2 separate regions of the Danio rerio genome follow, and region 2 is linked to region 1. A link is a contact called in public HiCAR-type data. All regions are on one chromosome and are shown on one strand. The core of a region is the stretch at or near the end of the contact, and the rest is flanking DNA. Distances in the headings are between cores, read along the strand shown. Region 1 holds the start of ftr69 (finTRIM family, member 69). Region 2 holds the start of ate1 (arginyltransferase 1).

The links. HiCAR-type assays count read pairs that join an accessible place to other places.
Region 2: a contact with region 1 is called in a HiCAR-type map of caudal fin, with 17 times the contacts expected there. The contact joins the promoter of ate1 here to the promoter of ftr69 in region 1. A contact is called at or near these places in 2 of 4 datasets of contacts at active chromatin or transcription factors (caudal fin and embryo).

The regions. Positions count from the first base shown.
Region 1 is chr13:49,785,453-49,789,637 of GRCz12tu, reverse strand. It overlaps ftr69 (finTRIM family, member 69), which reads left to right and starts at 1,797. Exons shown (of 9, transcript XM_073920302.1): 1 at 1,797-4,185.
Region 2 is chr13:50,400,082-50,404,266 of GRCz12tu, reverse strand. ate1 (arginyltransferase 1) reads left to right here and starts at 2,040. Exons shown (of 15, transcript NM_001089468.1): 1 at 2,040-2,177. The coding sequence starts at 2,078.

The DNA.
Region 1 (4,185 bases), core at 548-3,047:
AACGATTATAGATTTTGGTTGCACGATTATAGTCTGAGGAGTAATCATGGTTTCACGGTTGTCACGATTATTATGCGTTTTTTATTTCAAAACACTACTAGTAATTCACATGAAAACTCTTTATATTTTAAAGTGTTGTTTATTGCTGCTTAGCAACCAATTAATACAGCACAAAAATAAAAATAAAAAACAAACAATAGTCCATTTCTCTTTGCACTTAAACATAAGTGAAAAAAACATTTGGCATTTGAACAGAAGTAATAATTTTACACTGAAAATAAATGACAGAACAGTGCAAATCAAAATAAATAAAAGGTATTTGTCTAATGTAAATCTAAGCTACATATTAGCTAAGTATTTATCTTTTGAAGAGAACAAATGTAGTCTAAGGCTGCTGAACCTCTGTCTGAAAGATACTTTTAATCTATATTACATAGTTGTTTGGTATTTTTCATAATTTTTTAGATTTTAGAAATGACTCCAAAGTACAACATTGTTTGGTGCATTTATTAAATGGATATATTTATTAAAGTAATATTTTAGTCACAGATCATCTTTAGAACTAAAAAGATAATACATTTAATATCATTTGAAATATTGCAAAAAATCTACAAAAGTTATATGTATATGTGTGCGTGTGTGTGTGTGTGTGTGTCCGTGCGTTTGTTCGTGTTTTTTTTTTTTTTTTTTTTGCATTTTTTAAAATTTGTATTTAATATTTTCCCTATTATATAAATTTGGGCTACTAATTTTTGGATCATTATCTAAAGTTCTTTTGTTAGATAAGCTCCAGATTTGGCTTCAGTACTGACTAATCTAATATATCTGCACACATACAGTAACACTGTAAAACATCCTATAGAAAATATTAATTTAAACAAGATTTTTGTGGGATGCTCATATATGGTGAGCACTATATCAATCAATCATTCAATCAATCAATCAATCAATCAATCAATCAATCAATCAATCAATCAATCAATCAATCAATCAATCAATCAATCAATCAATCAATAATATTAATCAACAGATGAAAATATGTAGTTTTGCACATTCTTAGCTGGAGTAGATGTACAATTCTTTCACTGATATTTTTGGGAAATTTGCATTCATACATCGTGTAATTACAGACACTCTGAATGACGAAGTGAGCACAACTATGAGGGAAAGGGTTTTGTTTAGTGTTTCCCAGGGCTGTTCATGCCTTCAGCCTCACATACACTGATGCGCTGATAAACACACACACATCAGGAGGTGTTTGTCGTGACAGATCTGCATGCTGATAGTGTGAAAGCGGCGCCGCGCTCCTCCTCATCCAGTCTGTTTTGATATGGATGAAGAAAATCTAGATTCGGTACAGTCGGTCAAGCAGTTCAGTCAAATTCCTGTGTAGTGGAAATGTGCACTGTTGTCAGGTTCAGATACACTGTATAAAAATATCTGTAACAAACAGGCCAATTATGGATCTCTGCACAAAAGTCCGATAAATTAATTTGATATGAAGCCTGGTATAAAACTATGACATTAAAAAAAAGTAAAGTACAAAGAAATTAATGCCCACGATTTATTTTGTATTGAGTCTTTATGAGAACTAGATGTTCACAAGGTAAAATAAACATGAACCAAAAAAAAAACCCATAAAATTCCCATACTTAATTAATAATAATAACAATAATAATAATAATAATATCTTTGCCTTTCAACTGTAACTTTGGCTGATTATTTTTATAGACTGAAATAACAACTGAATGGTTCAGATGATAAAAAGAAGTATGGATGGATGGATGGATGGATGGATGGATGGATGGATGGATAGATAGATAGATAGATAGATAGATAGATAGATAGATAGATAGATAGATAGATAGATAGATAGATAGATAGATAGATAGATAGATAGATAGATAGATAGATAGATAGATAGATAGATAGATTGATAGATTGATAGATAGATAGATAGATAGATAGATAGATAGATAGATAGATAGATAGATTCACTTTATTTTATGAGGGTGATTTAGGATATAAATCTGGCAACCCAGAGTTGTGGGAACTTTAAAAAAAAGCACTAAAGGTGTCGTTTACTGGTGATTTGTTTTCACAGAAGAGGTCATGTTGTGGTGCATGTGGCCTGTGTAATGTTAAAAGTTGGACAGGAAATAAAAAGGAGTCACATTGCAAAACCTGTCCTGTGCTGCCATCTAGTGGACTGTATGTCATGACATGCGATTCACAGAGGATTGAGTTCATCAGTCGGCTAATCTGACAGAGTTTATTCAGGTGAGTGCTTTTGCGTCCACTTTATAATGTAAATTCAGCCAGATAAAATATGCAAAATGCAACTGTCTGAAGATGTTACAAATACATTATATATAAACATATAAGAAGCAGTTGCATTAATCTTTGGTGCTTAAAAAGTTGAAATCAACTTAATAAAGAGAAGGTCAGACATTTTCCCATGTTTTTCATGTTAATCTGTGTTTGTAATCACTGTATATTTCTGCATTTCTTCAAACTAGTAACTGAAGTGATACAAATTGTCTATTTATACCAAGAAAAAACATTTTAACTAGCAACTATTATTAATTTCTTTATGTAAGATTTAAAAGAGGAAACGTGAAACAGAATTTAAACTAAAACTCAATTCCTCAGTTAAAAAACTGTATATGTGTGAATGATATCATAACATTTTACATCACAACATTACTCAAAAAAAGCTGGCAATTGTTTCCAAACAGATGTCATTTTAACATTTACGCAATACAGCAGAAGATAATTTTTCTCAATACAGTCAGAAATCCACATACACTCCTCGTGCTAATTACTGAATTTTTACAAAAAAAGTTTACTAAATAACAGTATTTGACAGTTGTGTTTGAATGTGATTTTAAATTAACTGCTTAATTGATTTTAACTTAATTGTATGTGTGTGTAACCCCGCCGGTCTTACACTACCCAACCCGCTCTGAGCTGGGCGACCTTCCGCATATGAGTCGGATGCTCTACCAAGAAGGCTAAAGACCATGGCGTCTAGCATCTGTCGCTAGAGCACCTTTAGAGGTCAGAGGAGTGAGGTTTACCTGCACAGCACGTACTAGCTTGCCTCCGTTACATGTGTATTACAGTGTGTAAGTACAGTACATTTGTGTACAGTCTCCAAAATCCAAGTACTTTCCAAAAAATAATAATCTTAAAAGTTAAAATTACCAGAGATGGGAAGTAACAAAGAACTTATTCAAGTAGATTTTCTGGTATCAGTATATAACTCCACTATTGTTTTTATTTTATTTTTTTACTTTTATTCATTATATTTTTACACAGATATCTGTTTCTACTTACATTTTTAAACCAATCTCATTAATTTAATTTTTGTGTCTTCGACTGTCTATATTTTTTGTCATTGTGCAAATTGAATGAATTTTCAATAATTATGTAATCAATTACTGTACTTGAAAAGATACTGTACTGTATCTATATTTACTGTACTTAACTAGATTTCCTGGTTTCAGTGTATTACTCCACTATTTATTTATTTATTTATTTATTTGACTTTCTGGTATCAGTATATAAGTCCATTATTATTATTTTTTTTTTACTTTTACTCATTACATTTTTACACAAATATTTAATTTTCACTCCTTACATTTTTAAATCAATTTAATTACTTTCATTTTCATGTCTTTGGCTATCTATATTTTTTGTTATTGTGCAAATTGAATGAATTTTTGATTCAGCCATTTTTTCCCCATTGTGAGTATATAATTATTTTTTTCATAACAGAAATCCACATATACCCCATGCTAATTACTGAATTAAAAACCTTCATTTGTTTATTACATAAATGTAGTTTACAGCAATTGACACCAAAATGTGATTTTGGCTTAATTGCTTAATTAATTTGAACTTTAACTTAATTGTGCGCAGGTGTATGTACAGTTTGTATACACAGTACATTTGTGTACTATTTACAGTGTCCAATATCAATGTACATTTTTCAAAAAAAAAAAAAAAAATTAAAAAGAAAAATTCACCTCTGTAAACTACCTGACAAAAGTCTTATTTCCCATCCAAGTTTTAGAAAAAAACAAATAATAACTTGACTTCTAGTTAATCATTTGGCATCAGAAGTGGCTTATATGAAAGGCAAAGGCCTCTAGATTACGCTTATTTGACCAAAATAAAATA
Region 2 (4,185 bases), core at 791-3,290, 610 kb before region 1:
GTGTACCTAATAAAGTGGCCGGTGAGTGTAGGTTTCACAGGAGGGGATATCCTACCCTCTAGCGGCTGTGCAAACATATTCATCTTTAGAACAAGTCATGTTTGTCGAGCTGTCGGATCTCTGCGTATTCGGTCCTTTATGAATACTGTTATGTCAGTGTCACTTTATAAAAGTGACCACGTCATACAGCAGTATTTTTTTCTTATATCTTTGAAAAATTACATAAAGTAATAATACAACAATTCTTATATGTACTATATCTAAAAACATTACTATAGTTACAACAACAACAACCAAAAATGATAATGAAGCAAAAACATTACAGGAGAGAGAAAAAAATACATAATTAAAAATAATAATAATAATAATAACAATAATAATAATAATAATAATAATAAATAAATAAACTCTAAATACTTCTATACATATAAACATAAATAATAACTTAGGATACAATCATTGACTACAGCGGAGGATCAGTACTAGAGAAATGAAATCTTTTTTTTGTCATTTTTTTTGTATTTTCCATTTCTAATAAACAAATATTGCATTTTGCTTTACATTTCGAGAATTTCTGTTTATGTATAAAATATTTGCCTTGTAAAATGTAGAAGTTAACAACAGACTCGAATGTTATTTTTGTGTGTGAAAAAGTGCAAACGGCATCTTTTAAAAATAGCTTGTAATTAGCATTTCTTTTCCCAAATAACACATCACTAACATCATTCCAAAATTTAAGAGAGACATCGCAGTTATAGAAAAGATGAGATAAGTCTTCCTCATGTATTTTACAAAATGTGCAAGTATTCTCAATATCCATGAATTTAGATAAAGTTGCTTTGCAAGGGTAAATTTTGTAAAGTATTTTAAAGTGCACTTTTTTAACCTTATTTAAAAGGCATAATTTGAAGTGCATTAACCAGGTAGCTTTCCAATTAATATTAATATTTTTTTTTACATTCCAATAATATTTCCCTCTAGGGGACGTCATACAGCAGACAGTATAAAGCCTGACGCCCTCAATGCGTCACTGTCTGAATATTTATAAAGAAACTGGCATCGTTGTCGGAAAGAGGAGTTTTACACTACTATACTTTTTTTATCACTGCAAAGTCAATATTCGCATGTCACACATTGTTAACGTCAGAAAGACGGATGGACAATGTACTCAATAGTGGAGCTCAAAGGTGTAAAGTGTGGATATCGCTGTGGCTACTGTGGCAATGAAGAAGGTAAAGATTCATACGGTAAGTGGAGCTGCATGGGTTAATAAACACAATGTGTTTGCCAAAACAAATTACATCCCACAATAACCTTACTTTCATGTACAGTCTGAATTGTTTTTGTGATCAACGCACTGTTTACTATGGTGAGAAGTGTTTAACGCGATAGTTTTAGATTTTTAACATTACTATTGCTTTCATTCGTTGGGGGCTTTTCCCACAACAGGAAGAGCAAATGAAATGTGTGCATCCGGGTTATTTTTATCATTTATTTATTGCATTATTTTTTATTATTATTGAACAAATAGTTATGTACAACTATATGGCATTATCGCTACATCTTCATATTAAAAAGTGCGAATAAAGACCAAATTACGTAAATAAACAATAACATTACATAATAAAAAAGATCAATAATAAATACATAAATATATAAAAGGAATTCGGGGTTTTTCCTGTAGTTTATACAATTCTGTCAGAGTTTTTATTTATTTATTTATTTATTGTTTTTATTTGTTTTCATTATATCAGGGCTTTTACGTAAAAAAAATAATGCTTCCAGGTTATTTAAAAGCGCTTGACTCCCACCCTACTACGGTGAAAATCTTGCTGATGAATATTAATTACTTCCTATCGACGTTTTGCCTTTCTTTTTTGCAACGTCCAATCACATATGCCTATTAATATTAATAATATCTTTAGTATTTAAAAACACGCCCACTAAAAGCAGTTCAGACCAATCACAGAGGCGCACTAGGTGAACGTCACGAGGCGTGATTAATATTAATGAAGCAGCCCTTTCCAATAGTAGGCTTCGTTAATGCGTTCCTGGGCGCAGCTGAGCGAGTGTAGAAATGGCAGCGGGTGGATCGTACAGTATAGTGGAGTATTTCGGCGGAGATGATGGCTATCGCTGCGGTTACTGTAAACATGAAAACGGCAATCTATCACACGGTAAGCAGATGTTATATTGCTATCAATGGATTGTGGTGAATATTCAGTGAACTGACTAAGCATTACAGGGATGCCGGTGTTTTGACTAGCCTTGACTGTTCCGAAAGCTGAGCATGGCTTGTCAAAATGTTCATCTAATTAATGTTACACTATTGCTTTCACATGGATTGCTTGTGTTTGTAAATGGCAAGGTCGATTATATATGAACAAGGATTTTCTGTGGAGTTTGTGGCGGATGGTGCAGATCTCTGGCATCTGAAATGGAAGCAGCATTTTTAAAACTGAAAAAAGATATTAATAGGAAGTACAATTACTATAACAGAGGCTTTATTCATCCCTGTCTGGACTGATTAATGTCCTCATATGACAGTTAACATCTTTACAATAAGAGTGTTAACAAGAAGAAGTCATATATTTGTTTCTTCACCCATCTAGCTCTACAAAGTCCATGGTTTATGATTGAGGTAAAGTTGGTTTTATATTCACACAGTCAGACTTTCTCCTTGACGATATCATTTCAGAAAAGCATTTTGTTTGCTATTTATAAGTAGTCATATTAGCCTTTTGTACTATATACTGTTTTACATTATAATGTCACTTTATCATAATTTTAATAAAGGTTTTAATAATTAATAATAGTTTTATAATTACTTTATCAACATAATTATTTTTAAATGAATTGTTTCTGATTTATTTTTGCTTTTTTGATTGTTTATTACCTTGTGTTCATGTGGGTTTCCTCCGGGTGTCCCGGTTTCCAAGTCCAGAAACATGCGGTACAGGTGAATTGGGTAGGCTAAACTTTCTGTAGTGTATGTGTGTGTGAATAAGTGTGTATAGATGTTTCCCAGTGATGGGTTGCAGCTGGAAGGGCATCCGCTGCGTAAAACATATGCTGGATAAGTTGGCGATTCATTCCTCTGTGGCGACCTCAGTTTAATAAAGGGACTTAGCTGAAAAGAAAATGAATGAATGAATGAATGTTTGTTCATTATTTCCTCTAAACCCTTTTCTTGTGCACTTGACCAGGTTTATAAATTATTTTACTATTAAAGTGTTAAACTATTAAAGTTACTACATTATTCAAACAGATCCTATTTAGGTTAGTATAGCATATATAGATTAGTGTTCATTCTTCCTGTCCGGCTGAGGTAATTGCAAAAATATGGTGGTTCAAGTCATGTAAAAAATATCCGTAAAAAAATATTAGTTTTTCCTGGTTTATTTATGCTTTTGAATTGCATCATGGGATCTTGATTTTTCTTTAAACAAAAAAGTTGAAAATGACTTTTGTTGACATTTTGAGTAGTTTAAAGTGATATATTGTCTGGGTTTATCTTGTATATTTAGGGCTTCTACAGGGTCTTACAGTCTTAAATCTCAATATCCAAATCATAAATCTACTAAAATATTGTGTTGTAGGTCTTGAATCTTTTTTAACCCAGTCCTAATTTTCCTTTGTTTATGTTTTGCTACCCAATCTGGCCAAAACCCATACAATTACCGAAAATCATCTCAATACATCTTTAAACTTTTTACTTAAAAGGGTCATTTTTAACTCTGTTTATCAAAATTATTTTTCTTATAATAACATTTGTTTAAAAGTTCTCCATGCATTTACTGCTGAGGACATCGGACAGGACAGATTGCTGTGCATAGATTTAGTTTATTATAGTTTTTAAAACTTTTAAAACATTTGTTCATTTTTTTTTAAATATTAATGTTTGGATGCAAGTAGTGCTTGCATGTTTTTACACAATATTTAAAATATTTTACTAAGAAATAAAATCTTAAAAATATATTTTTTATCATTAATGTATTATTATACAATATTAATATTAATGTATTATTAATGTATATATATTATTATATCTCTGAATTCAAATCCTTACTTAAGACTCACTTATTTTCTGAATGCTTTGCATCTGATCTAGCAAACTGACAACTTAATCTGATCCACCACTATCCTGCTCATATGTCTCTTAGGTCTTGTTGGTGTTATTCAAGT